6 separate regions of the Mus musculus genome follow, and regions 1, 2, 3, 4 and 5 are each linked to region 6. The links are chromatin contacts, called in public Hi-C, HiChIP or PLAC-seq and Micro-C maps. All regions are on one chromosome and are shown on one strand. Each heading gives the region's core, a stretch centred on a gene start, on an enhancer-like site or on the middle of the called end of the contact. The rest is flanking DNA. Distances are from core to core; before and after follow the strand shown. Region 1 overlaps Lpp (LIM domain containing preferred translocation partner in lipoma). Region 2 overlaps Lpp (LIM domain containing preferred translocation partner in lipoma). Region 3 overlaps Lpp (LIM domain containing preferred translocation partner in lipoma). Region 4 overlaps Lpp (LIM domain containing preferred translocation partner in lipoma). Region 5 has its middle 23 kb from the start of Tprg. Region 6 overlaps Lpp (LIM domain containing preferred translocation partner in lipoma).

Region 1 (4,292 bases), core at 1,142-3,641, 440 kb before region 6:
TATGTCTGTTTTACAGAATAACTAATTATATGGCAGATATTACCTTGTTCACTGTTCAACTTCACAGAGCTGAAGGTTCTCAGATTCTAATTAGAATCATCTCTGGGGGATTTTCCCGTATAGAATGTGACCCTTGCCTGTTCTCAGTCCTTACTAGAAAGATAAAGAATAGAATACCAAAACCAGGAAAGGTGTCTTGTGGGTGACCACATTCTGTATGAGTCTTACATGGAGTTCAGAGCTCAGAGTTTAAAGAGCGCTTTTTCCTTTCTCTTCATTCCATCGGGTTCTTTTTAAAAACGCAAGATTTTATACATTTACATTAATATTAGTAAGCTTCCACCCTATTGAGTTGTGTACTAGTGGGCAAGGGATTTCTACTTCTAAGACCTCTTTTCCCTTTTTCACTAGAATAATTAGTCTTCCTAGTCAAACCTTTCTAAGTTTGATATGATTTTGGGATGTGTAGGTAACTAAAATGTTTTAAATGGAATAAAAATTTCAGCGATATTTCAAATACCTTTTTTACTTCTGAAATGCAGTTTCCAAAAATTGAAAGTCGATACCAGTGGAAGAAGTGCCTGTGCCATGCAGGAAGACAAAGGCTCAGCACAGGCTCTGGTTGTCTACGCAGTTGTGCCTTGCTTTCTTTGGAATGAACTTTTTCCCCCCTAGCACTTAAGTTTACAACAGCTCTCACTTCCAAACACACAAGCGTGGCTGTGCTCTTGGACACACATCCATAGACAGATACATACAATTGTGAAGGTTTTATTGCTCCCGTTGGCAGCTTGAACCTGGGAGAGTGGGACCTAAAAGGGAAGCTGATTAAAGTCTCATGTAATAGCCAACTTTATTTAGAGCACTGGACAGTTTATACGCTGAGGGTTAAGAAGAGTCGCCAGAGTTAAATGCACAATGAAAAGGACACGACAAGAAATGTTTTCCCATAGAGGCACGTGACTAAAACAGCTGCAGTAAACTCATTCCCATGCCTTCACGTGGGGGGAACACAAAATCGCATTCTTTGTTTTAAAGAAACTTACTTCACAAGACTTTTGTCTTGTTTTTGTTTGTTTGTTTGTTTGTTTTTTGGGTTTTGTTGTTGTTGTTGTTTTTGTTTGTTTGTTTGTTTGAGTTTTCTCACAAGGCCTCAGGAATCTCTCCTCACACAGCTTCATCCATGGCCCGTGTTTCCACGGTGGAGAACAGAAGCCTCTGAGATTTGCTAACCTTGCCGCCCTCTCTTCCAATCTGGTTCTCGTCCCTTTAAGTGAGCATAAGAAAACAAATCAAAACCAAACCAAAGCACCGTTTCTCCCCTTTCTAAGTTCAGGGTGTGAATCACTTCTCCCTGCCCTCTGCATTTCTGTGAATGTTTCCTAGATGGACTCAGTGGGCTTCCAGTAAAGACAAACAGCTCAGAGAGCAGATTGCACTCACACTCACAGCCTGAGTCCTGTGACCCAGACATTGGAACTCAGTGCCTAATATGGTAATAAGAGGAGCAGGAGAGGGAGCCGACGAGGATGCCAGACATGCAATGCATTGCTAAGAAATGTACGTGCACTACTGAAGAAACAGGGCGCTTGCTCCTTGATTTCCACGTTATGTAGGACATGAACTGTGAAGTTCTGAGAAAGAAGCCAGTGTTCCAGGCATCTGCCACAGGGAAAAGTTTATTTTCCCTTTGCTCTTCAGACATGAGTCGGCTTAATTCAGTTAGTGTTCAAATCAATGCTAGCATGGGATGGGAACTAAGAAATCATTCTTACAGCCAGCAGACATAGGTTTTCTGCCCAGTTCGACTGCCATTCAACTGTGAAACGCACTTTCTTCCTGGCGTGCCTTTTTCAGCCGTGAAGTGGCTGGATGCTGTGATCTCCAAGACATCTAACGTATCTGTTTGCTTTCCTTCTAATTTTGTCTGAGATAATTTCATTTCCTGTGGAATTCCCCAAACAAAGCATTTTCTAATTCTTCCAGATACTTTCTGTGACTTGAACTAAAAAGACAGAATAAATACTGGCTTTGCATTTCCATTGTGACTTCCTTAAGTATGTTTGGCAGACTGTTCCCTGTGCTTGGCAGAGCTTTTCTCGATCCTAGGCACATTATGCCTTTCTTCCACCTTGGTCCACCTCCTTTCCCCATTCTCTTATCTCTGGACAATCAGTGTGTGTAGGGAGGCATCTAGTACATGGCGCAGGTTTACACCACAGTTTTACACTAATTCAATGCAGCCTTTCCATGGCCTTGCCCAGTCATTGCTGCTCTTATCCATTCAGCCTGCTTTATGGGAGAAGTGGGGCCAGCAGGAGGGAGGTCCCACTGCTTCCCTGCACTCTACAAGATGGAACTGGGCATGAGAGAGTTTTCCAGGCAGGGACTGGATGAGTCACTGGGCTGTCACAGATGTTAAATAAGACTGAGAGAAGAATGGAGTGTGGTCATCTGCGTGTGAGGCAATGAAAGGCTTTGAATGCTTTCTGTCTTTATGGGTTCTGCAATCTGTTATCCCTAAGTGCTGTAGTCTTGTTACGGGCATCTGTGACTTACCCTTTTGGTAGATGGTTGTAGTCAACGCTGACCTCTCCCCATTCGCAAGGTGTATTTCTAACATAAGATAAAGGAACTTTCTCTGACAGAAGATAAAGGAAATTCTTGACAGATTTCCAGCCTTGTGGTTATTATATCGCAATGGCAGCTTGTCTATCCCAAGTAACTGTAGAAAGTTACTGCTCTGAGAAAGCCATAGGGCATTAGGAGTCCCCCTTTCCCTTGTTAAGGACCCTGCAGGAACTACATTTCCCTGTTACAGTTTAGGCTGGCTATAGAGCAGCCCCCTGGTCCTGGGAGAAAGGGGAGGGCAGAGATGAAGCTGTATAACAGAGGGGTTGCTTTGGAGAGATCGGGAGACAAGAGGTCTGTGTTCTGGGGAAGCCATGTCAGAGCTCACTCTTGAGTCATGCTTCATTCTCCAGATCCTCATTTCTCTGTCTGGCAAATACGATTGGTCCTTGAAAGTCTCTTCTAGCCCCAAAGCCTACAGATCAGTTTCTTTGTGTTTCATGTTGTTCCTTCTTGTTCAGCAGTACCAAGTGGATCGATTTGCATCAAATTGCCATTGTGTTCTTTAACACCAAACAGAGCCCAGACAAAGCCACACTTTTGCCTTAGGTGTTCACTGTAATATCGAGATCAGATTCTTCCGTGTAGCGTCTGACTCCCCTTTATCACCTAGTTCCAACCCATGGTGCTCGTCGAGGGCAACCGTTTGCTTGTCTGGGTGGCACCATCTTAAAGATGACCTGAGTGTGAGCACTTTGTGCTGTACAGTATAAAAGAATGAAGGCACTGAACACTGTGCATGTTGACTTCTTCTCAGGGCCAGAACCGAAGGGTAAAGAGCAAGCACGATTTCTGGGATTCTCTAGCAGTCTCTACAAATAGCTCAGAGGTAGACGTAGGGACACCGAGACCAGTGCATCTTCTGCTTCAGTAAAAGCATAAATTTTAATGGTTACAAATGCGTGGTGCTATTATGAGGAAACCACAGGAAAGACCAGTCATATAAACAGTAATAATTTATTGACCATGACTAATCCTTTGGGGAGTATGATAGATGACGTAGGCTTATAAGCGCTTTACAGTGGACTAACCCCTTCCACATTCAGTAATTCACCAGCTCTCTATACCTTGTCCATAAGGGTGGCAGGCTTGTGAGTGTTACCTTCATTTTACTAATGACCACAGTGAGGCTCAAAGAGAGCTGTTGGGCATTTGGTGAGAAGGTGGCAGGATGGAGAGTGTTTGTGGTTTTAGGCTGGTACCTTTATTTTTGTTTAAGGTTTAGCTTTCCTGATAAAGCAGCATGAGGGCCCACACTCTGGTGTGCCCATACACAGCTCTATGCAGACCAGAGGATGGTAGGGGATGCTATTTCATTAGTCTTGAATGCTGTGATGTTTGGTGACTGGTTCTGTGATTAGCAGGGCTATGTGTCAGTCTGTTTCTCTTCTCAGCTGAATTATGCCTGCCCCGCTGATGGACAATAGTGGTAAGGAGTTCTGGTTGCTGACTGCTCATTCGTGCGTGCCTGCCTTCACTTATTTAGGGCAATGACGAACTAATCATTCTCTTAATTTTTGTTTAGTGCCAAGCTTTGGGCTCTGTGCAGATATTCTGAAGTAAACCACAAATCAAGACCTGGAAAGGACCTGATAGTTTATGTAGTGTAAATCTGTGGCTCTGGTTGGCCTGGAACTTATCCTGTAGACCAGGCTGGCCTT
Region 2 (4,069 bases), core at 1,460-3,959, 280 kb before region 6:
GGTTTGTTTCATTTATACCTCTATACAAAGTCCATCAGTGAAGGAAGTCAGGGCAAACACTGAAGCTGGTTAGAATCAACCTGGAGGCAGAACTGCTTTCGGGCTCTGTCAGGGAGCTATGTCCTGCTTTGTTCCTTCCAGCTCCCTCAGTCTGCTCTCTTATGTGCCCCATGTACCTCAGGACAACCTTCCCAGGGACAACATCTCACACAGTGGGCTCAGCTCTGCTCTCCCTGTCATGAATCCATCAAGAAATAGCTCTACAGCCAGGCTGATAGGCCAATTTTATTATCACATTTTCTTTTTACCAGTTGTGGTTCCCTCTTCCTGGGTTACTCTGGCTTCTGTCGAGCTGACAAAAACAAACAATAAACAAAAACAAACCCCAAACCGCCAGACAGCACAACATGTAAACAAGCATGCCTGTGGGTATGGAGGGACAGGTAGAAAAGAGATGAAGAACCTGAAGAGAGGAGGATGGCAAGAACCGTGTGCAGGCAAATAACAGGACTTACAAAGAGGGCGGAAAGAGGAGTGGTCCTCTACTCCTAAGTCTACCAGCGAGTTTTCCTTTTGATGGCAATATGTGTGTAAAAATAGAGTAAATAGTGAAATTATAAGATCCGGTGCAAAGCTTTGCAGTGTCCTTCTGGAATGGCTGCTTTTACTGAATAGGACTTCATTGACCTGTCTGCTCTTTGGGTAAAACGTGATTGGTGGTGCTTTTTATTCACTCCCTTTCATACAGTAAAGTTTAAAATACAAAATTAAATAATGAAGTGTGAAGTCAGATTGCTTCCACATCTGGAGCACTGATGTTTCGGTGAAATTCCTAGAAGATCAGTAGAACTTTCTGGATACTCATTGATCATGGGTGTTTTTGCAAGTCTAGTCTCAGATCTTTGATTATTGAAGAAAAATCCAGAGCAAATGCAGATGTTTGCAACCCTTCTGGAGGATAAAATACCCTCAGAACAGAAAATAATTTAGGGTTCCGGACTTGCCATCATACTTGGCAGACAGACTCGGTAATTTAAATTGTAAACAATCAGAAGGAAGTTAAGCAACAAGAGCAACAGCAGCAGTAAAAACAGAACCGACAGGGCCATTAAAACTGAAGTCCTCTGCTGCTTGGTCACCAGGACCATAACCCCTGGACCACTCATGTTAGTCTGCTAGGTACAAGTTTTGCTATACCTTACATTAATAATTAGAATGGGCAAAACTTGACTATAGACAATCACATTATTTCACAGTTCACTTGAGTTTATATTAAATATGTATGTACAATTTCTACATTCACTATAGGGAGTATGCAGTAAAAAATAAGCTCATGATAAATTATTCAAAAAACAGGATGTAGGGCTGCAGCTATCTCCTACCTGGCCCAGTTGGGGAAAACCAATAGATAGGTAGTAAAACTGGGAGCAGAATTTGTGCAGTTGTGGTTCTCAGTACCTGGTCATTGTTGGTGAGGATGGCAAATACAGGATCAACAGAGCTACAACTCTCTTCGTTACCCATGGATGCACTGTGTGGAGGACCCGCTGTCGTGCAGGCTTCATGCTGTCCTTGAAGAGATTCTGCCTGGCATGGCCACTACTGGTCATCTTCAAATGGGTGGGATAGTTCGGCAAGATTCATTCAGCACAGTAATATTCACTTGCCAGTTTCTGAGTTATAAATTAAGATTTTTCTTGTTGCATTATTGTTTTTGTCTTTTGATGTTGGGTTGATTTTTATCCATAACGACTTTCAAATTTTTATTTCGTCTTTTCACACTGAGAATGTTCACGTTTTAGTATTGGGGCTGAGGGTGTCTCAGTAACTGGTAGAAGACTAACACATCCAATTCAACCTGCTGTCCTGTTTACTTTTATTGTTAATGTTCATGGACATGGTGGCTGTTTGGATCGCAGTTGCTCTGTTTTTGTGAGACAGGAAGCACCTGGGACATTTGTGAGTGCATGCGACTCTAGTCTACTTCTCAGAAGCATGCTCTTCTTCACCGTGTGGATCGTGTGGAATCTGTTCTGTGTTTTCTCCTGAGAACTGGAATCTTTACAGCACGGTGCTATGTGATAGAGATGTGGGATATGCTCCATCAGCCATGGTACAGCAGGGTCTACCTCTGGGTGGAGAGGTTATCTGTGAGTTTAGGAAGAGTTCTGATGAAGTTAGTGTAGTCCCAGAAGTTCAGTATTAGCTAAATATGGAGAGAGACTGTCCAATTTAAAAGTGGGGAGACGTCATCTTTTTCAAAGATAATAAATCTTCTTGCTTTCAATCCGAGGATCTCAAAGAGCATTTTGAGCTGAGTTATTTAGAAAGATGCCCGCACATTACATTTTAGCTTGGGTAAATATAGGGATGCATTAAAATTAAACTCTGGCTTTGAGGAGATTCTGCGATTCATTTCAAAGTATCTTCCTTCTGATTCTTAAAAATGGCAAAGTTACAGTTCATATTTATTGCATAGAATTAAAGATAAACAGAGAAAAGAGAAAGCAGCGTTTGTTGTGCCATGAGCTCTGGGTAACCTCTGGCAACATCTAGCCATGTAGAAAGCACCGTGCTGCAAGCACCCTTCGGAGCCTGGCCTTCGTCTCCTCTACTTGGTAATCTGCTGGTTCTTCCTCTCCTGCCCCCAGATATTCTGTGACTCACTCCCTTACTCCATTTACATTTTTGCCCAAATGCCACCCTGGTGAGGTATTTCTCAATCCTGTTCTTTAAAGCTGCAACACCCTGCTACCATCCCAGCTATTCCCCTTCCTTCCTCTGCCATTTCTCCTCGTATGTATTGCTACTTGACATTCAACTCATATTATCTGTTTATTTCTTAATCATTCTTTTTTACCTGCTCCAGTGCAGGTTTTACAGGGGGCAACATTTCCATTTGTTTTGTGCGTTTACCTGTTTGTACCTTTATATGGCAGAGCCTAGAGAAATGACTGGTGCACAGAGGGCACTGAGTAAATGATAGATGACAGAAACAGAAGACACCATCAGCTGGGTGGCTCTCCGGCTTTCCAGTGTGGGAGCAACTGCAGTCACTGTGTAAGCAGTGCTATACTGAGGAGCATTATTCAATTATTGAATGTGACTATTTCGTAATTAAAACCTATAAGTACAATTGAGGGTTTCATACCATTTGCCATATTTTGTAAAGGGACCTGCCTACTAGGATCACATACAGCTCTTTACCGGCTTATTTTCACATGATATTTCCAGTTGGTGGATGGTGTTTATAAATCCTCATATGATGATGTTGAATGTGTATTTTTGATCCATACATGTGTGAGGGAAAGAGCAAAGCAGGGTAATTCCCATCTCTATCACCTCAGACACATTTTCATTAGTTATCTTAACCCTAGTGTTTTCTTAAAAATAACACTGTCTGGTAGAGTTCTAAGTACAGTCCCAATTAGTAATTTAGTTAGTTAGGTGAAGAAAATGAAGATTGAAGGATAGAATATTAATTTTTCTAATATCTTGCCATGTTTGTTTACACGCCCACATTTTAGATTGCCCAGATAGCAACTGAAAGAACTTTAGTCAGTGTCACTTATCTCCTTATTCATGGTGAAGGTAGGTTCTTCAGGAGAGGGATTGGTGCTATTTTCATGACAATGAAGACAAGACAGCCAGCACTAGCCATGAATGGCCTTGAGAGTGAACATTCCCCAATGAGTTCTCACATAGGGAGAACATGAATTCAGGCTCTGCATATTAAGGGTTCTGTGACACTCAGTCTTTGTGTGGGTCTCTGACTATTCTTAGGTATTGTGCACATGTCACATCCTGTCCCCTCTCCATGTAACTTCATTTCACGAGCCACCACACTCTGTGAACCTTGCAAAATCTGGTGTGTTCTGTTATGTGGCGTTGAGAAGAGTCTTCCAGGCTACTAGTATCCTGCCAGACCTAGAAACCAGACACGGTATTAAGTCTGAAAGAAGAGATTCAAGAAAACACTGATGTATATACTTCTTTCTTGGACTGAGATTCACGAAACATAACGGTCCACACAGGGCACTGAGGGAGGAACATCACACGTTCAAGCCCA
Region 3 (4,219 bases), core at 694-3,193, 300 kb before region 6:
TGCTGCTGTTGCTGCTTCTCCTTCTGCAGGCCTGGTCTCAGCATCTACCTTGTTTCTAACCTCTTAGGCTGATAATAGCTTTGTCTTCAACAGCAATGAGAAGACTGAGAAGGCAGGGAGTGATTTTGTTTGTCTGTTTGTTTGCTTTTGCTTTTTTTTCTAGGTTCTTTCCAAGCCCCATGCTTGCTTTCCAGCTTTCTAGAAATGCCCCACTTTCCCTGCACAACACCTGCTGTTGGCCATTTGTCATCCTTGTCTTCCAGAGAGCAGGTGCTGAGGACTCCAGGGCTGGAAGGAAGAGCTTCCATCTCTCCCTTGGTGGCTGTAGCCAACCAATAGGCTCTCTGTACCTAATGTGAATCTGCCTTCACCAGAGAGCACTGCAAACGCCCCAGTTGCACCGAGTCATTCAACACTGATACGTGATGCATGGAAACTTAGAATCTCAGCGGATCCACCACGGCACTTGCTTAGCTAAGCTTGGATGGAACAAGCAGCCCTCACATATCTGATCATTTTGCTGAACAGAGGATGTGCACATCATCAGGTCTTTTAAACATTTCCCATGTCAGTCGTGAAGTCAGAGTCGAGAAACATGTGATTTTATGAAACAACATAAGATGTGAAGCAAAAATGACCTCTCTGGGCACCCATGTCCAGAGGTTGGAAACATGAAGGGCAATGCTGCCACTCCTGTATGCACAGTGTTGAATTGGCTCCACCTTCTTCCTCTGACGTAGAGAGGGGTCTTGACATTGAATGACACAGGAGTGTAGATTGGGGCTGAGGAAATCCTCAGAAGACCTAACATTATGAAAAGGCTGGGTTTATAAGCTGTTAAGAGTACCACAGTGAGTGTCAAGAGATTACTTTGGGGGCCCAGGACTTATGGTAGTGCCGGCTGCAAGTTGACTCTATTTATGTGGTTTGGAAACATGGACCCACTCTCTTCTTTTGAGCATTATTTCTCGTTCTTTTTACCTTGGAGGCAGACCTGAAAGGGAGTCAGTCAGGTGTTGTAGGCGGGGCTGATGGGGCTGAAGGCAGCTCTGCAGTGCTGAGAGGCTCACCTTGTTTCCTTGTGTGTGTGAGCCCTCTGCTCAGTCCCCTGGCAGAGTTTATATACACCCCCTTAGCACTGTGGTCTCTGTTAGGTTTTAACCATCTTCTGTTGCCTCATCCTCACTCTTTATTTTGGTTTCTTTTCTTCTCCAAGGTGTTTGTGAATGCCTTTCTGTATGCAGGGCTCTTTAGAAATACATAGAGCTGTTTAAAGTAACATAATAATTGTTTATTTGCCATATCCTGCATTTTCAGTTCTCTTTTATATCTTTTATATGTGTACAACCAATTCTAAGAACCTTCTGTTTGATAGATAGGCCCAATGAGGTACGAGACTGTAAGCTATTTGAGGGGCTGTGTTGGGATTCAGAGGCAAGCAGCCATTTTCTTTGGCTGCTTTGACCTTTTGTGCTCACGCACCTTATTTACACGCTGCCAGCCTGGACCTGCCCATGCCTCACTTTGTACACCCAGCTTATTTAGCAGAGACTGTATTTGCTTTCAATAGAATAATACATGTATTATTTAATGATAACAGATAGAACATAACATTTTGTGAGGATTTATAATATACTCTTTGAGCTAGATCTAGGATATGAATATTATCTGGATAATGTGAAAACATTAATATAAGCTTGCAAACTGATCAAATATGTACAAGATATGTTTAGACACAGATAATACTTAATGAACACAGACTGGTAAGAAGCCCAGCAGGGCCCCTAGTTCACTCACTGTCCACACAACAGGAGCCACTGCTCTCCTCTCCCTAATGAGTTTAAACAGGCATATTAATCGGCTTCTGTCTGCATGACTCCAGCCTTGTAATGATCTATGCACATTGCAGACTCTCTAGAGGTTTACTGCTCCCAACAATTCAGAGTATGACATCGTATATGCTCTCTGTATCTCATGATTTTATTTCCATAGATAAAACTCAATGTGATTTAAGCATGTCTTTCTAACTTTTTGGTCTTATATACATGACTGGCTTGAGCATCTTTGTACAATATCCTTCGGGACTCGTAGGCTTAGGGTGTGGTCGGAAGCTGTATAGTTAGTCATTTTGTGCCTATCTAGTCAGTTTTAGCATTTCTGTCAAGATGTTTTACATGTAGGTTATTTCAGGGATAATGTATCCTGCTGAAGTGTGCTTGTCTTGTTTTGCCCTGGCATCCCAACACATGGTACCATGCAGTATTGTAGTTCTTGCTGATACGGTGGGGAGAATGGTAGTTCCTAGTTCTGGCTTCTGTTTCTATATGAGAAACGATGACTCAATGTCTCACAATGATGTGGAGGAAATGTCTCATGAGGAGGGCAAAGCATCTATTTCTAGTCAAATAGCTGTCTAAAATCATGATTGCAGAGGATTCTGTGACATTTCAGCAGATCTTGGGGCTAGAAACCAATTACTTTGACAGTGATGCCTTGGCCAGGACAGGTCACTTTGGTGACAGTCTTGAAGGATCCTTCTTTAATCATCTAATTACTTTTGTCTTAGTATTTACTGTGTGACAATGGGGACATGGTTGTAAGCAAAATGAATATGGCTTTGGTTTTATGAACCCTTTACTGTAGTCGGGAACATTGGTGATCAAATACTCATGGAAGCATGTGATTGTAGAACACAAGCATTGCCACACAGAGACAAGAGAGGAACTATAGTGTCTGGTACTGGTGCTCGCTTCTGTGCATGCCTGTTTGATGAATATGTGTGCTAAGAGTGTTGTAGGTTGTAGGTTGGGATAATAGTAATGGATTGGTCAGGGTTCTCTCAAGGAAAAGAACAAATTGATTAAATAGATAAATATATTCATGTACACATAAATTACATAATAACACATATATGTAGAAAGACAATTGTGCATATATATTAATTAAAGGGGTCAATTATAAGGATATAACCTTTGTATTCTACCTTGTAGGTCTCACATTGGATAGGCCTAGAATCCTAGAGATGCTCAGGCCATGAGGCTAAATGTCTCAGCACTGCCAGTCAGAGTTAACAGTCCAGAAGATTCCTGGAGAGCCATTGGTCTTCAGCCTGTGTTTGAATCCTGAGGAACTTGGTTCTAATATTGGTGATTGATGCCACACCATGATAGCTTCAAAGCGATGGAATCATGTTAGATATTGTGCTAGAAAGCTGAGCAGATGTTCCCTGTTTGTGTTGAGCTCTAACCAGTGAACTAGGTCAACACTGTCCATGGAGTTTGGCAAATATTTGATGTCCATTCCCTATGGCATGGAGATCTTATCTTGTTCTGTGACCTCCCCTTTCTAAGTATGCCATTTTCTCATATCTAAGGTATATTACTTCAAGAATCGGGTTTTTATCCCCAGGGAAAGTTAGAAAATACAAAATAAACAAATAAAAATCATCTTACTGTCTTTCAGTAAGTGGGTATCAGTATAACTACTAACCTATCTTGTTTTTTAAACTAATAGCAAGTCATTAGTCTACTAGACATTGCCTAGATAATGCTCATCTACCAAGAGGGGCAGATCTACATTTCGCTCTGATTGGTTAACCAGGATATGCAGCCATGCTAGAGGTCCTTGTTCAGTATTAGTTCTTCCACATCCCAACTCCTCATCGTGTTCTTTAATCCTAGAAAGTAATTTCTGGCACTTTCCCTCGACTGTTCAGAACCCTGGATTACTGCTGTACATCAATGATAGTACACTGGCAATAGTTGTGTGAGTGTATTGGTCTGAACCTATGAGCTGTCTATGGAACACCAGAGTCTGTATTTTTAGTTCATTTCCTTAGGCAAATACAAACATTGCACAGTTACCTCGGGCATACACAAGCTAGACTGTCAGCATGAGCACAAGGAACCTATTAGTTTAACATGTACCAGGTCCCTCCTTAAGCTTTGGATGAGAAAATCGAAAGGGGACATTTATAAGCTAAGCGCCACATGTGTGTCGGATTGAGTATAGATTACAAACCATTCAACCTATATCAAATACTGAACTTCGGCTAAGGCTGGCTTGAACTCTGAGAGATAAAGTCCATACAGTTTATCTCGCCTGTGCCATTTTAACTCAGAATTGTGTTGTATCTTAAGTTCTGGATGCTGGGGCTTCTTTCATGACTTCCAAAAGCACATACTTTTCTGGTTTTTGGTTGTTTTTTTTTTTTTAACAA
Region 4 (4,090 bases), core at 1,285-3,784, 420 kb before region 6:
GATTTGGGGGCATTGTCTTACCTACTCAAAATAGAAACACTTGCTCATATCATTAGAACGAAACCTTTATAGGAAAGGACGTTAAGATGAAGCCTTCTGCTGAGTGTGGGGCTTTCTGGTTCTAAAGCACTTGAACACAGATTTTTTTCTGTGTACTTTGTAGTGTCGCTAAGAGGCAGACAAGGCAGCGATTCTCTGGAGTGCCCTTCTATAGTATGTAACTGAGGCTCATGGAGGGAGGCACAGGGGGTTTCCTTGAAGCAATGATGGATGCAATCCCAGAGCATTTGACTCTGGGGTGGGATCCATTTTGCCACCTTGCCTTGAGTTCAGTGGGGTCAATGTTACCAAGTGCTACCAGATTATACAAAGTAGGAATTTATCCTAATAATAATCATTTTAACTTTCTTCTTCAAGTAGGTTGGTTAAAACCATCTATAACTTGCTAAGAATTAAGTATAAATATAATTAAAACTCTAGGACTTTCAGTTAAACCAGCATGTGTTTCTCAAAAAAAAAAAAAAAAATTCAAATGTCAAAGTATTTCCTGAAACTTGCTTTAATGAACAGGAGAGGTGAAGGCAAACCTCCCTTTTTGCATGGTGATTAGGAAACAGGATGTGCAAACCTGCTGTATGAATTTAAAGAGGCGCACTCATGCTGATGCGAAACCTGGATGGGCACCTCGCAGAGTTTCATGCTGGCAGAAATGTTAAGCGGAAGAAGTTCTCCTTCAGCATATTAATGACTTTGGGTTTGCATGAAAATAAAAATGTTGGATATGAGAGATTATGTTTCTAGACATAAGAAAACAAAACAAAACCGCAAAGCAAACAACAACAGCAACAACAGAACAAACCAACCAAAGTGACTCTAGGATCCAGCTCTGATTACAGGCTGGTTTTATTAGAGAGCCCAACATGTCCTCAGCCGAGATGACAGAGGGATGGGAAATGCTCCTGAACTTCTTGCTGACTTGGACTCGCTTGGAAGTCCAAGCACTCTGCTTGCTTGAAAGTGGAAAGAATTATATTCTCTTAGGCAAATGCTTTGGAATCCCTCAGAGTCTGAGGCACCTAGGAAGTCTGGAGCAGAGAATGCACGTTATGGATCATGGTTTTCTTCCATCGTACTGTGTAGTTTCTCGTGCGGCAACTTCTGAGTGTACTGTTCTCTTCTTGAAGGGCTGCAGCAGAAGCAAACGGAATAGGCTTCCGTTTGTGTGGCTGACTTTCTCGATCCCTTGAATTTCTGAGTTCGATGGTCTTTGTTGAGGTCTACAGAGTCTAGTGATACTTTTTAGTGTGCTTTATGCATCAGATATATATCAGCGTGTATGTTTTAAGGTCATATACCTGCGTATTCTCTACCTTCACAGGAGTCTGTATATCCTACACCCCTTCTTCCACTTCACACAAGTTTAGAAATGAAGCTTTTGTGGCAAGGGTAGCGTAGAGGACAATGAAGGATTTTCCTCTCTTTGGCTTACATTCTTCTGTTTCTTCAGATTGGATGATACCGGTTACTTTTGGAAACCTTGAAAATATCCTTAAGTTAGATTACGGTGATGTTAGTACAAGTCTCTGACTTTATTTTGTATATGAATTACATCTCAGTATCATTATGAAGAAATTTAGTCTGCCCTTCAGTCAAAAGCTTTCCAAGTTCCTTTAGGGAATCAAAATAGGGTATATTGCCAAGTTTTTACCTCACCTTGATTTGTTTGGGGGCAAAGTTGTCTTGCATATTAACAATGATGAACAGAAATAAGAAAATGCTGATGAGATAATCAAATCCACCAAACCCCAAATCTATTTCTTCTTTACTTTGCACACAGTCTGTTTTTTGAGCCTTAAAAACTAATACTTCCTAAAATGTTGATTAATGAGCTATCCGATAAGAAATAACAGGGTACTGACAGCCCTGATTGTATAAATAGGCGTTTGGGATTGTGTTCATGGTTTGCTTGTCAGCACAAGAGAAGTGTGTGATTATGTTGAATGATGGTTAATTTTCTTATCCACCCATTTTAAAAATAAAGATATACAGCTGGAAGACAGGTGCCCTGGAGGTGAAAAGGAGCCCCGCAGCCGTGTTACTGAATCCAGAAGGGTTTAGAAGGAGCACATTCCGGTTTAAGTGTGTTAGCATTTGTATCCTGGGTGGATTCTGGTCATGCTTTGGAGTTGGAGAATGCTCCTTCCTGGTCCTTTACACAGAATGTTTGATTTACTCTTTCTTGCTTTGGGGTGAGTCTAGACAGCGGCTGCTCCTCTTCCTCATCGGTCCTTGCCTCATCCTTGTGGACGTGCTTGGAGGCAAGAGAGGACTTGCCTTTCCACCTTTGCAAGTGTGCCCTTTGTACACTAACAGTCCTCTTTGATTAAGTATCCAGTGAAACCAATTCACATGAACTCCAATTAAACTTTAATGAACAAGTGGGTGTATTAATATCAGCTGAGTAATGTAGGCAGCACAGATTCCAGTAAGTGACTCACTTCTCTGTGCAGCTCATTGCCCATGCACCGTTAGAGTTACTAGAAAGCTTCCAGCTATATTTGAGTGGATCTGGTCTGGGTCTTGAAATTCTAGCAACCCTCAGGGCTTGTTATTCATCTAGTGACAAAACCACAGTTATCCAGACCTCTGTTTTCAAAGCAAGTTTGGGGATGGGAGTCTTGTTCACATCGACCAGTTAGGCTTTCCGTGGAGCAGTGCCCGTTAGGACTTTCTTTTTGCCTTCTTCTTGTGACTGCTCCCACTCCTTCAGTGGCAATTCTTTTCCTCCTCCAAACCTAAAAGCACATGGTCTGAATTAGCGTCCTAGTGGCTCACTTCCATCTGCATCTGCTGCTCTGCTTCAGTAGATGAGTTCTCATGGCTACACCCCAGACAGTATGATGATCTTGGAATGGTGTACCTTTGTGGGTACAGCCCTGTGTGGGCTTGAGACTGAGGATTATATCTTCTTCGTGGGAAAGATGATGGTCAATGTGTCTTAGGGTTCCTGCTGCTGCCGTCAAAGATCATGACCACAAAGCAAGTTGGGAAAGGGAAGGATTTATTTGATTTACACTTCCTTCCTTCCTTCCTTCCTTCCTTCCTTCCTTCATCACTGAAGGAAGTCAGGACAGGAAATCAAACAGGGTAGGGACCTGGAGGCAGGAGCTAATGAAGAGGCCATAGATGGGTGCCACATACTAGATTGCTTACCCTGCTTGCCTAGCTCGTAGAACCCAGGACTGCCAGTCCAGGGATGGCACCATCCACATCGGGCTGGGTCCTCCGGATCAGTCACTGATTAAGAAGAGTCTTACAGCTGGACCTTATGGAGGCATCTTCTCCATTGAAATTTCCCTCTTTCAGATACTTCATTTGTGTGTCAGGTTGGCATGAAATTAGCCAGCACAAAATATAAGAGACCTGGCACATAAGATCTCAGTAAATGTTTGTTAACTTGGCTGAATGGAAGAGGGCTGGAAAGGATGATTTGGAAATGAATGGACTTAGTCATTGATAATTCAGGAGGTCTCAGTCCTGTCGACATTGGACTTACATTAGATTTAGAATGTCTGTGTGACCTCAGAGTGACAGAGGACAGAAACTTGGAAGAGGTGATTTGCAGGGAGCATTTAAAGAACAAATTCCAGAAACTGGCTGCACGTGAGAAGGTGAGGGGTTGGGATGGGGACAGGAAAGGATGTGGGAAGGCCATGCCAGGCTATCCAGGAGCAAGAGCAACAGTGGAAGCATGGAGGTATGAGGCAGTGATCATTCAGTGTGTGTTAGAGCAGGAGACATACTGAGAGTCCTGCATCTCACCAACAGTTGGCCACCAATCCTCATTCAAGTTCCATTTGCTGTTCTTTCTCTGTTCTTTTGTACTTACTGTAAACCAGTTAAAGCTGATGCAGATGCCAGGCAGAGAGGCACTGTAGAGAGGTCTTTAAGTCTTTCAGCTCAGTGGGCTTGCCAACATGGCAACCATTTGACGTTCTCCCAGGCATTCCCTCCACATTAAGGGGCTACATCTGTCCATCCTGCAGCCTGGAAGATAAGGGAGTATGCACTCCAAGTAGTCAGATGAGTC
Region 5 (4,069 bases), core at 465-2,964, 330 kb after region 6:
AGGCAGAAACTGAAGCAGAAGCCATAGATAAGGGCTGCTGGCTCATTGAGCCTGTTTTCTTATGCACCCAGGACCACAAGCCTAGAGGAAGGTTCCCTAGAGTGAGCTGGGTCCATCCACAGCAACCATCAATGAAGAAAAGGCTTCCCAGACTTGCCTCCAGATCAGTCTGTTGGAGGCCCTTTCTCAACTGAGGTTTCCTCTTCTCAGATGACTCCAGCTATGTCAAACTGCCAAAAAAAATAACCAGGAGAATAGGCTTAGGGAACAACTGGTGGAGCTGGACTGTCAAGAATTATGGAGAGAGTAATAGACACTTCCCCCGTTTTCTGCATCCCGGTTACCATGCCAATAGGCAGTAGAGGGTAGAGAAGAGTGTAAGCTAGCTGTGATAGAGGAACGAGGAAGGGAAACTCTTGGCCCTTTTACTTTAGGGCTGAGAGGACTTTTGCGTGCCTCTAGAGCTGTTCGGTTGGCTTGGGCATCACTTCAGAGTCCCTTGGTTTCTGGGGCACTTCAGAGACCAGCAAACACAAAGAAGTCAGGGATTCTGGTTCTAGGCTGCTTCAAAGTTCAAGCTTAGGGCTGTCTCACTGTGCTCAACAACTAAGCTGGCAAGTCCTCAGGGAAGACACTAGCTTCACAGTATTACACATGCGCAGGGAATTGCTGGTGATTTTCACGAAAGCCTGGGATTGTTATCAATGGTAGGGTCCATCAGTGGAACGTTTATGACTTCTGTCTATCTATACCCAGAAGAATATTATTTGGTCATTAAGACTTGTTGACTTCTTAACTTTGCAGTATTGTGAATGAGTCTGGAGGGCATAGCTAAGGGAAACAAGACAGGCCCAGAAAGACAAATACCACAGGGATGACCTCACCCGTTTGAGAAATCAAAACAAGCTGATGTCATACGTGTAGACTGGGAAAGTGGTAATCAGACAGTGCAGAGAGGAGGCGAAGGAAGGGAGAGTCTGGCCTATGCCTAACTGGGTAAAAGGAAGACGGTCTGTCTGTCACTATAAGCACAACTGTATAACTATGGTGAGTATTGCTCTGTGTATTTCCAAACACCTTCCACAAGAGAAGAATTTAAGTGTTCTCACAATAAAAGATTATAAATGGCTGAGGTAATTTAGATATGATAAAATACCATACTGATTATTACACAAAATGTTCTTTTTTATTTTTAATTTTTATTTATTTATATTTTTCAAAATATTCTTATATCTAACGCCTATTGTGCCTAAAAATATGTATACCTATTACATGTCAAGCAAAAATACAATAACAACGTTTAGAAAAAAATGTCAGCACTGGATATTTGTCTGACATTTGTCAGTTGCTCGGGTCTGACAGATGGATGTGGGCAGGAAGCTCTGGGACCTCAACAGACGCTGACCATCAGTGGGTGTTGGTGACCATTCCTCCCAGTTCCTGAGAAGACGGTCACCTTGTCCTTGTGAAGATCAAACTGAAATATCTATGTTCCTGCATCATGGAATACAGTTGAGCCTAAGGGACAGAGTTGTCAGGAAAGGGAGAATACAATGGCCACCTGTTATTCTTATTCGGGGGTGTGGGAATCCGACTAGCCAGTCAAAGGTTTCTTTCTGTCTTCAGAGACACGTTTGTCTGCAAGGGCAGAGATGAAAGGCACTTGTTACAAACCCTTCTTCTCCCTCATGCTGGGAGAGAGACAAAATGTCCACCTACTGCCATCTGGTGGTCATAGTTTGCACTGCAGCTTGAGTTAGCCTCTTCACTTAGAAAAGGGTCCGCTATATAGAAAAGCAACAATGAATAAACATGGTTTCTGGCCTTGAGGAACAATCAGTCCAGTAGACTTAATTGGCATGCTAGCATTTAAAGTAAAATGTGCAAGGTGTTATCAAGACGTAGCATGGGGAAGAATACCTTTGAGTTGAGTCTTGAAGCATCCTTTGTCACTTTGTCACTTTGACAAAAAGGAGGAGGCTTGTTCTACATACAGAGCACACCCCTTTGCTAGGTTAGCACCCGACTTGTTGATAAGGGATATGGGAAAGAAGGGACAGGAACGAACTGAGACAAAGGTAGGATCAGACCCCAGGATCCTTGAAATGCCTAACCAAGGAGACAGGTCTGCTCTAGAGCATTAAGCCAGAATATAATGGGGTCAGAGTTTGCTGATAAAAGGCAGACCTCCATTGTCTGCACATAAGCTTTCCAAGTATTCATCAGTGGAAGTCATTATTTGAAATACATAGAAACATCATGGTTATGACTGAAGACAGAGTTTGTAGGTCAAAAGTCATTTCAACACCATGTCCCACATGATTGGTGCATGCCAACACTTTTTGACAGGCCAAATGGCTCAATAGAGCCACATTTAATAACCCCTGCTGCAGGAGAGGTTCTAACCTAATATGATCAACACCTTTGTGGTTTTAGAGCCCACTGTACTGTCCAGCCTACAGTAGGCTACTTATAAATCAGGTCTGAGATAGTAGTCCCCTGTTCTAGACCTGTTCTAAACATTTAGTTTCATGGTCATCCCAATTTTATTGGTCAGTTTCCAAACAGGACCTAGATCCCTCATCCCTAGCTTCTAGTTTTATTTTGTGAGAGAAAGGTTGGTATTAGCCATCTCTCTAGTCTCTACTAAGCATCTTTTGTCTGCCACCCCATGTATCAACCCACATTAGGTGTCTCCAACCTACTTGTCATCCCCAACCCACAGATTGCCTGATGCAGTTATGAGAAGCATCACCTCACATCTCACAGCGGCATTCGGTCTACGAACCACACTTTATACTCAAACTTCACTTTGTACTCAAGAACTTTCCGCTATATGGCTGCAGGACCCCGATTTGTGACAGAGTGCGGCTGGCTGCATGGCATTGCCTTCGGTGAGAAATTTCAGACCAATAATTGACCAAGCGTGAGTGGCCTCCTGATGGGCAAAGACGATTCCATTCCCCAATGCCATTTCTGGTGCCAACCGCAGATTCCCACCCACCAAGCAGTATTTCCTGTGATTCGCCCTCTTGTTCCTTGTCTTTACTCACGCTTTGCCCACTCTATCTGCACGGCAGGGTCAGTTTGCTCTCACTCTCCCACATAACTTCGCTGTTTCAAGGCTGTGTCCGGAACTGCCTCCTTCTCACCATCTGGCCACTATCTGCCATGCCTTCCCACCCGGCCCCCACCTTTCCTTGGAAGCCTTCACGCAAAGATGCTAACTCACTCAGTGACTTTTCCCACAGTGCTCAGTGTGTTCCCTGTGGCCGGATAACTACTTCCACAATGAATCTTCCTTAGGCTCATTGTTATTTCCCTGAGAGCTCCTAGACCCGACTTCTTTTATATGGCTGCTGCCAAGTTCAATAAACATTAAGCAAGTGAATATCACACTCTATAGCTAATGCTTTTGGGCTGTTCTAGCCTTCATTAAAGGAAATGGAAATGTACCACAGCCGCTTGCTTTTGATGACTAGAGGCAAGGCAGTGGAACAGGAGACTCTTACTCACTTCAGTCAGTGGCAGAACTCTTCATTTCATGCTCGCTTCCCCTCAGCAAACTCTAGAGCAAGAGAACCATGGTGCTCCCCCATGTCCTCAGCCACAGTGCATGACCAATTGTCTAATCAATGGATTGTCACTTATAAGGATCCATTTGAACATGGATGACATTTGGGATCTATAAAGATGCTTCAAAGTCAGGTGGTTACACATTTTTTTTTCCTTCCTGGAATCATTTCAAGTGGGAATCGGGGCTCCTCCCCTCTTGCTGCAGTTGCTCACCTCTCTCTGAAGCTCACTAAGGACAGATGAAGATGGGAATAGAGAGATGGAGAATGCTACGTCATCTCTAGATACCCTTGCCTGTCCCAGGGAAGTGCTGGGACTTAAGACCTCACTCATTCCATCTTGAAGAGTAAGTAAGGCTTGACTTGATTTTCTAGAAATATCCATTTCTGACAGTGCCTTGAATTTCTTTTTAATTGATTTGATCTCAAGTATTCCTTTCCCATTCCCTTTCCTGTTTGTTTTTAAAAGAACAAAACAAAATACTCACAAAGCC
Region 6 (3,926 bases), core at 1,128-3,627:
TGTCAAGGGGATATCTGGCTCCTACAAAGGGCAGGCCTGTTTTTTACATAGACCCTATTTCTAGGTCAGTACCAATAGGCCCTCTTCGGTCATCCCTTCACGTCATGGTAGCTTACTAGAGTGCCTTCAATACCAGCACTGGCAGCCAAAGCAGGAAATCTGGACACGGGGGCAGTTCTCCTGCTTCCAGTCAGTGTCCATGGTGTTCTGCAGCCTTATCAAACCTTTGTACAAACTACTCAGCACTGTTAGTAATCACCTGACAGATAACCTTTCAGAGCAAGACCTGAATCGAGCCGGCGCATAGCTTTGAATGCAGAATCCAGCTCCAGACTCCTGAAGGGCTGTTAAAGCACTTAGCTCTGTAGGATAGATGTGTTCAAGTGAGTACATCATGCCGGATCCTCTTCTGCAGCCGTCTTAATCAAGATGCCAAGTATCCCGTTCTTCCTGCCTCTGGGAGTGCATCCTTTTCCTGAAGCATCTCACACCTTCTTCCATTTTACAAGTACTTCTGCTGCTACTGCCACTCCCAACCCCAAAACAGCACCCAGCCCTGTTGGGATTCCTGTGGGCTGTGGTAAGTGAGACGTTTTGCTCGAGTCTGAAAAGACTACAGTGTTTCTGTGTGTACAGAACAAAAATGGAAAACCAGATCATGTGTTTATCTTAGAGCTAAAATTCCAAAACCTAATCTGAAGCGAAGGACCATATTATAGTATAAGACAGTGTCCAGACTCACTTTAAAGGAAGGCTGTGCAGGAGTCACCTTCGGACCTCTATTTAACAGTTCCAGTTCGGGCTTTTTGAAGCCGTTTTCTACAGTAGGCTGTTCTGTATTGAGCAAACATACACAGATGAAAACCCAGCAAACAGAGTGATTTAATTCATTGCTTACCCTGCTGAGTATCAAATTTCCTAACTTTCAACTAATGTTCTTTAATTCCTCTCTTTTCTTTCTTTTCTTTGTTTGTTTGGTTTGGGTTTTTGCTTTTTGTCAAGACAGAGTTTCTTTGTGTAACTCTGGGTATCCTGGAACTCATTCATTTTGTAGACCAGGCTGGCTTCAAACTCGCGGAAATCTGCCTGCCTCTGCCTCTGCCGCTGCCTCTCGATGCTGAGATTTAAGGTGTGCTCACTGCCGGCCTGGCAGCTTCCTTCTTCTTATGAATAATAATGTGGGAAGCCTAGGGAGTCTCTTTTGGCAGTCAAGACATCTTCACTTGTGTCTGTAGCAGTTTCAGTGACTGCTTTTCTCCCTTTAGCTATTTCCTCCCTCGAGCCTCCCAGCAATTGCTAGGGTTTCATAGTTCATGCTAGCTGGACAGATATTACTCTGGAGTCCTGGAAAAAGTAGAAAGTAAGGTGAGAATCACTTAGTTATTCTCTTCAGCAAAACTGTTAATGTTGTTTATATGACAGGCAGTCTGGAATAGAGTGCCTTGGGCAAACTGTTTAACATGTTTACAATCGGCCTCCGGGCAAGTGGAAGGTAGGCGTTTCCATGCACAAATGTCATTGTCCTTGAAGCACCCAACTCCTTGTGAACAATATTGTGTGTCAGCATTCTTCCCAACCAAAAGGGCCAAGTCTGTGTTCAGTTCAGTTGACTTCTGAAAGACAAGAAAAATAACTTGCCATGAGACTGTTCTGATTCTAATGCAAATTTGACTGATGTTAATTTTTCCTTATCTCTAATGAATTTCTGTGTGTGTGTGTGTGTGTGTGTGTGTGTGTGTGTGTGTGTGTGTGTGTGTTTATAAAACCTACGAGGGTTTTCATCTCTGTCTCTAAAGAACCACTTTCGTAGAATCCCACTTTTAAAAAGATACCTGAAAGCCTATTGTGTGCAACATCTGGCTCTCTGGAAATCTGTCAGAAGGAAACTTTTTTTTAAAAAAAGTTGTAAAATAAATAAAAGCCGATTTTGAAAGCATTTAAGTGGACATAGAGATTGCACGAGGAAGGCATTTATTCGAACTGGGTAATTGGCGACACTTCCTCAGGGAGGATGGGAAGGTCTGTGGCACATGATGTTAGTGGGAAAGAGGGGACAAGGATAAGAACCCTAGATGAAGATGTGAAGGCAGGAAGATTGACACATGCGTAGTCATAATCCCAGGGGCAAGAGGGCAGAGGACGAATGGAAGAGCCAGGTAGAGACCAAGCAGCTGAGCATTTTGAGAGCAAACTCTCCAGTTGATCGGAAAGCTTTGAGTGTGCTACTGCAGCCTGAATAAAAGTCTGTCTGCAGCTGCTAAACAGTAAGCAGATCAAACTGGCATTTTATCAGAAAAGGAAGATCTTGTTCTAGTCGCAGTAGATGAGAGGTCTCAGAAGGTTGCGCATTGTGATTTCAGCTACACATGCAAATCCACAAGACTCGGAGCTCATTTTTACTGTTGTGCAACAGGGTTAGTTTTGTTTTGAGCTGAGTCTCCCAAGGAAGTGTGGTAATCAGATTTCTAAATCCATCACATTAAGCCCTGTCAGCAGTGAATCATTGCCTATGTGTTAAAGGTCAAAAAATTTCCCTTTAGAAATTCATTATGGTGGTGACTGGAATGTAAATTTGAATGTTCATGTGTAGTGGGTGTGAATTCAACAGATAAAAGGCCAGAGGAGACACAGAAAAGTCCATGTTGTTATTATTTTAGGTCAGATATTTACAAATTGTACTTTAAAAGTTATGACTGCAAAAACAAAGAGTGCGTATCTTTCTGTCTTGTTTGGGCAAGGCTGTGTGCTGGCTAGTAAGAGGAGGAGCCGGTGTGCTCACACTCCCAGTGTGAACTATTACACTATTGTTCACATTTGCTTTTCCTCACTAATGTGCCCACCCACCTTAGCAGATCCCCAGCTCAATTTCCTGGAATTGTCCTATCAGAAAGTCCTGACTTCAGGACTGGATCCATGTGTGCTGCGTGTGTGCTACCATTGAGTTGAAGACTAGTTTTTATTTTCAGTATTCTTGAAGGTTTATCATCATTGTCATCACTATTATTGCTACTACTGCTACTATTACTATTATTACTATCATCATCATCATTATTATTGGTAAGTTTAACTTTCCGTGGAGTGAACCTAGACCACTAAGCTGAACTCACTCTAAATGTTTCAGAGAATTAAAATACAACACTTCTCTATAAATTTTTAAGAAAAATCTAAGTTTCTGTTTAAAAACAATCAAAAAGTGAATGCAGTGTCTTTACAGGTTGTGATGCATTCAGGAGTAGTTACGAGACAAGTAGAGTGATTGCATTACCTTCCATGAAGCTCTTGGGGAAAAATTGTCTATGTGCATGAGTGTTGTGTCTGTGCATGTGTCTATACACCACCTGAGTGCTTTGTGGACATAGAGTCTAGAAGAGGGGGTTAGATTCACAGGACTGGAGTTACAGACAGTTGTGAGCCTCCATGTGGATGCTGGGATTTGAACCTGAGTCCTCTAGTGTGCTTTTAACCCCTGACCCTTCTCTCCAGCCTTCTTTCTGTGTAGCTCTTACTAATATTTCCACTGCACCAATATTGTTTCCCACGCTGCTAGACTTTAGTTCTGAGCTTCTTGAACATGCTCTGAGTTCCAGGCCATTTCCATCCTCCTGGCCAGCACGATGATGCTCACGTCTAGATTTGGCCATTTTCAGAGCTGACGCACAGGCACTATGTCAAGCCTGTTAGGACAGTTTTCTCTAAAGCTCTCTGGGTGATCCTGACACTACAACATAGTGTTTCCAGTGGTTTCCATTGTGATTTTCATATTTTTACAGACATTCAATTCTGGACTGCATTTCAAGTCACGTGTAATCTCACATGTACTTTGAATCATAAACATTTAAATATAAATAACCAACTCATCCCTTTCCGTTTTCAAAAAGATTTGTGTCAGTGTGTGTATGAGTGTGTGTGTGTGTGTGTGTGTGTGT

The links. Hi-C and Micro-C count contacts between places; a contact is called where the count stands out from the background. HiChIP or PLAC-seq counts read pairs in DNA pulled down with a chosen protein or histone mark.
Region 1: an HNF4G HiChIP or PLAC-seq map of pancreatic cancer cells shows a contact between it and region 6. The contact joins two enhancer-like sites. A contact is called at or near these places in 6 of 484 Hi-C or Micro-C datasets (3T3-L1-derived adipocytes, adipose-derived mesenchymal stem cells, brain and 2 more) and 3 of 115 datasets of contacts at active chromatin or transcription factors (CD8 T cells, hepatocytes and pancreatic cancer cells).
Region 2: a contact with region 6 is called in a Hi-C map of bone marrow-derived macrophages, with 23 read pairs. The contact joins two enhancer-like sites. A contact is called at or near these places in 1 of 484 Hi-C or Micro-C datasets (bone marrow-derived macrophages) and 1 of 115 datasets of contacts at active chromatin or transcription factors (bone marrow-derived macrophages).
Region 3: a contact with region 6 is called in a Hi-C map of bone marrow-derived macrophages, with 28 read pairs. The contact joins two enhancer-like sites. A contact is called at or near these places in 3 of 484 Hi-C or Micro-C datasets (all in bone marrow-derived macrophages) and 3 of 115 datasets of contacts at active chromatin or transcription factors (bone marrow-derived macrophages, microglia and neural progenitor cells).
Region 4: a Micro-C map of granulosa cells shows a contact between it and region 6, with 2.2 times the contacts expected there. The contact joins two enhancer-like sites. A contact is called at or near these places in 2 of 484 Hi-C or Micro-C datasets (embryonic fibroblasts and granulosa cells) and 2 of 115 datasets of contacts at active chromatin or transcription factors (CD8 T cells and pancreatic cancer cells).
Region 5: a contact with region 6 is called in a Hi-C map of 3T3-L1-derived adipocytes, with 5 times the contacts expected there. The contact joins two enhancer-like sites. A contact is called at or near these places in 3 of 39 promoter capture datasets (the 3T3-L1 cell line, pre-B cells and second pharyngeal arch cranial neural crest), 1 of 15 datasets of contacts at CTCF or cohesin (the NIH/3T3 cell line) and 14 of 484 Hi-C or Micro-C datasets (3T3-L1-derived adipocytes, the C10 cell line, adipose-derived mesenchymal stem cells and 9 more).

What each region holds. Positions count from the first base shown.
Region 1 is chr16:24,493,265-24,497,556 of GRCm38.p6, forward strand. All of the region lies in intron 3 of Lpp (LIM domain containing preferred translocation partner in lipoma), which reads left to right. Among named protein-coding and RNA genes, the nearest start is that of Gm24440, 89 kb to the left of the region's middle. Within about 2 kb of position 2,392, at least 100 of the 459 cell types and tissues checked have an H3K27ac peak or open chromatin away from gene starts, as enhancers often do. A contact at or near this core is called in muscle stem cells and pancreatic cancer cells, where this site is marked.
Region 2 is chr16:24,654,277-24,658,345 of GRCm38.p6, forward strand. All of the region lies in intron 5 of Lpp (LIM domain containing preferred translocation partner in lipoma), which reads left to right. Among named protein-coding and RNA genes, the nearest start is that of Mir28a, 170 kb to the right of the region's middle. Within about 2 kb of position 2,710, at least 10 of the 459 cell types and tissues checked have an H3K27ac peak or open chromatin away from gene starts, as enhancers often do. A contact at or near this core is called in bone marrow-derived macrophages, where this site is marked.
Region 3 is chr16:24,635,273-24,639,491 of GRCm38.p6, forward strand. All of the region lies in intron 5 of Lpp (LIM domain containing preferred translocation partner in lipoma), which reads left to right. Among named protein-coding and RNA genes, the nearest start is that of Mir28a, 190 kb to the right of the region's middle. Within about 2 kb of position 1,944, at least 20 of the 459 cell types and tissues checked have an H3K27ac peak or open chromatin away from gene starts, as enhancers often do. A contact at or near this core is called in bone marrow-derived macrophages and microglia, where this site is marked.
Region 4 is chr16:24,512,832-24,516,921 of GRCm38.p6, forward strand. The region is part of intron 3 of Lpp (LIM domain containing preferred translocation partner in lipoma); the gene reads left to right. Among named protein-coding and RNA genes, the nearest start is that of Gm24440, 110 kb to the left of the region's middle. Within about 2 kb of position 2,535, at least 41 of the 459 cell types and tissues checked have an H3K27ac peak or open chromatin away from gene starts, as enhancers often do. A contact at or near this core is called in granulosa cells, where this site is marked.
Region 5 is chr16:25,262,232-25,266,300 of GRCm38.p6, forward strand. No RefSeq gene overlaps it. Among named protein-coding and RNA genes, the nearest start is that of Tprg, 23 kb to the right of the region's middle. Within about 2 kb of position 1,715, at least 86 of the 459 cell types and tissues checked have an H3K27ac peak or open chromatin away from gene starts, as enhancers often do. A contact at or near this core is called in 3T3-L1-derived adipocytes, bone marrow-derived macrophages, brown adipocytes and 2 more, where this site is marked.
Region 6 is chr16:24,931,509-24,935,434 of GRCm38.p6, forward strand. The region is part of intron 10 of Lpp (LIM domain containing preferred translocation partner in lipoma); the gene reads left to right. It overlaps Gm52245 (a long non-coding RNA gene), which reads right to left. Exons shown (of 3, transcript XR_003951917.1): 3 at 1,107-1,613. Among named protein-coding and RNA genes, the nearest start is that of Gm52245, 7.9 kb to the right of the region's middle. Within about 2 kb of position 2,378, at least 74 of the 459 cell types and tissues checked have an H3K27ac peak or open chromatin away from gene starts, as enhancers often do. A contact at or near this core is called in 3T3-L1-derived adipocytes, bone marrow-derived macrophages, brown adipocytes and 5 more, where this site is marked.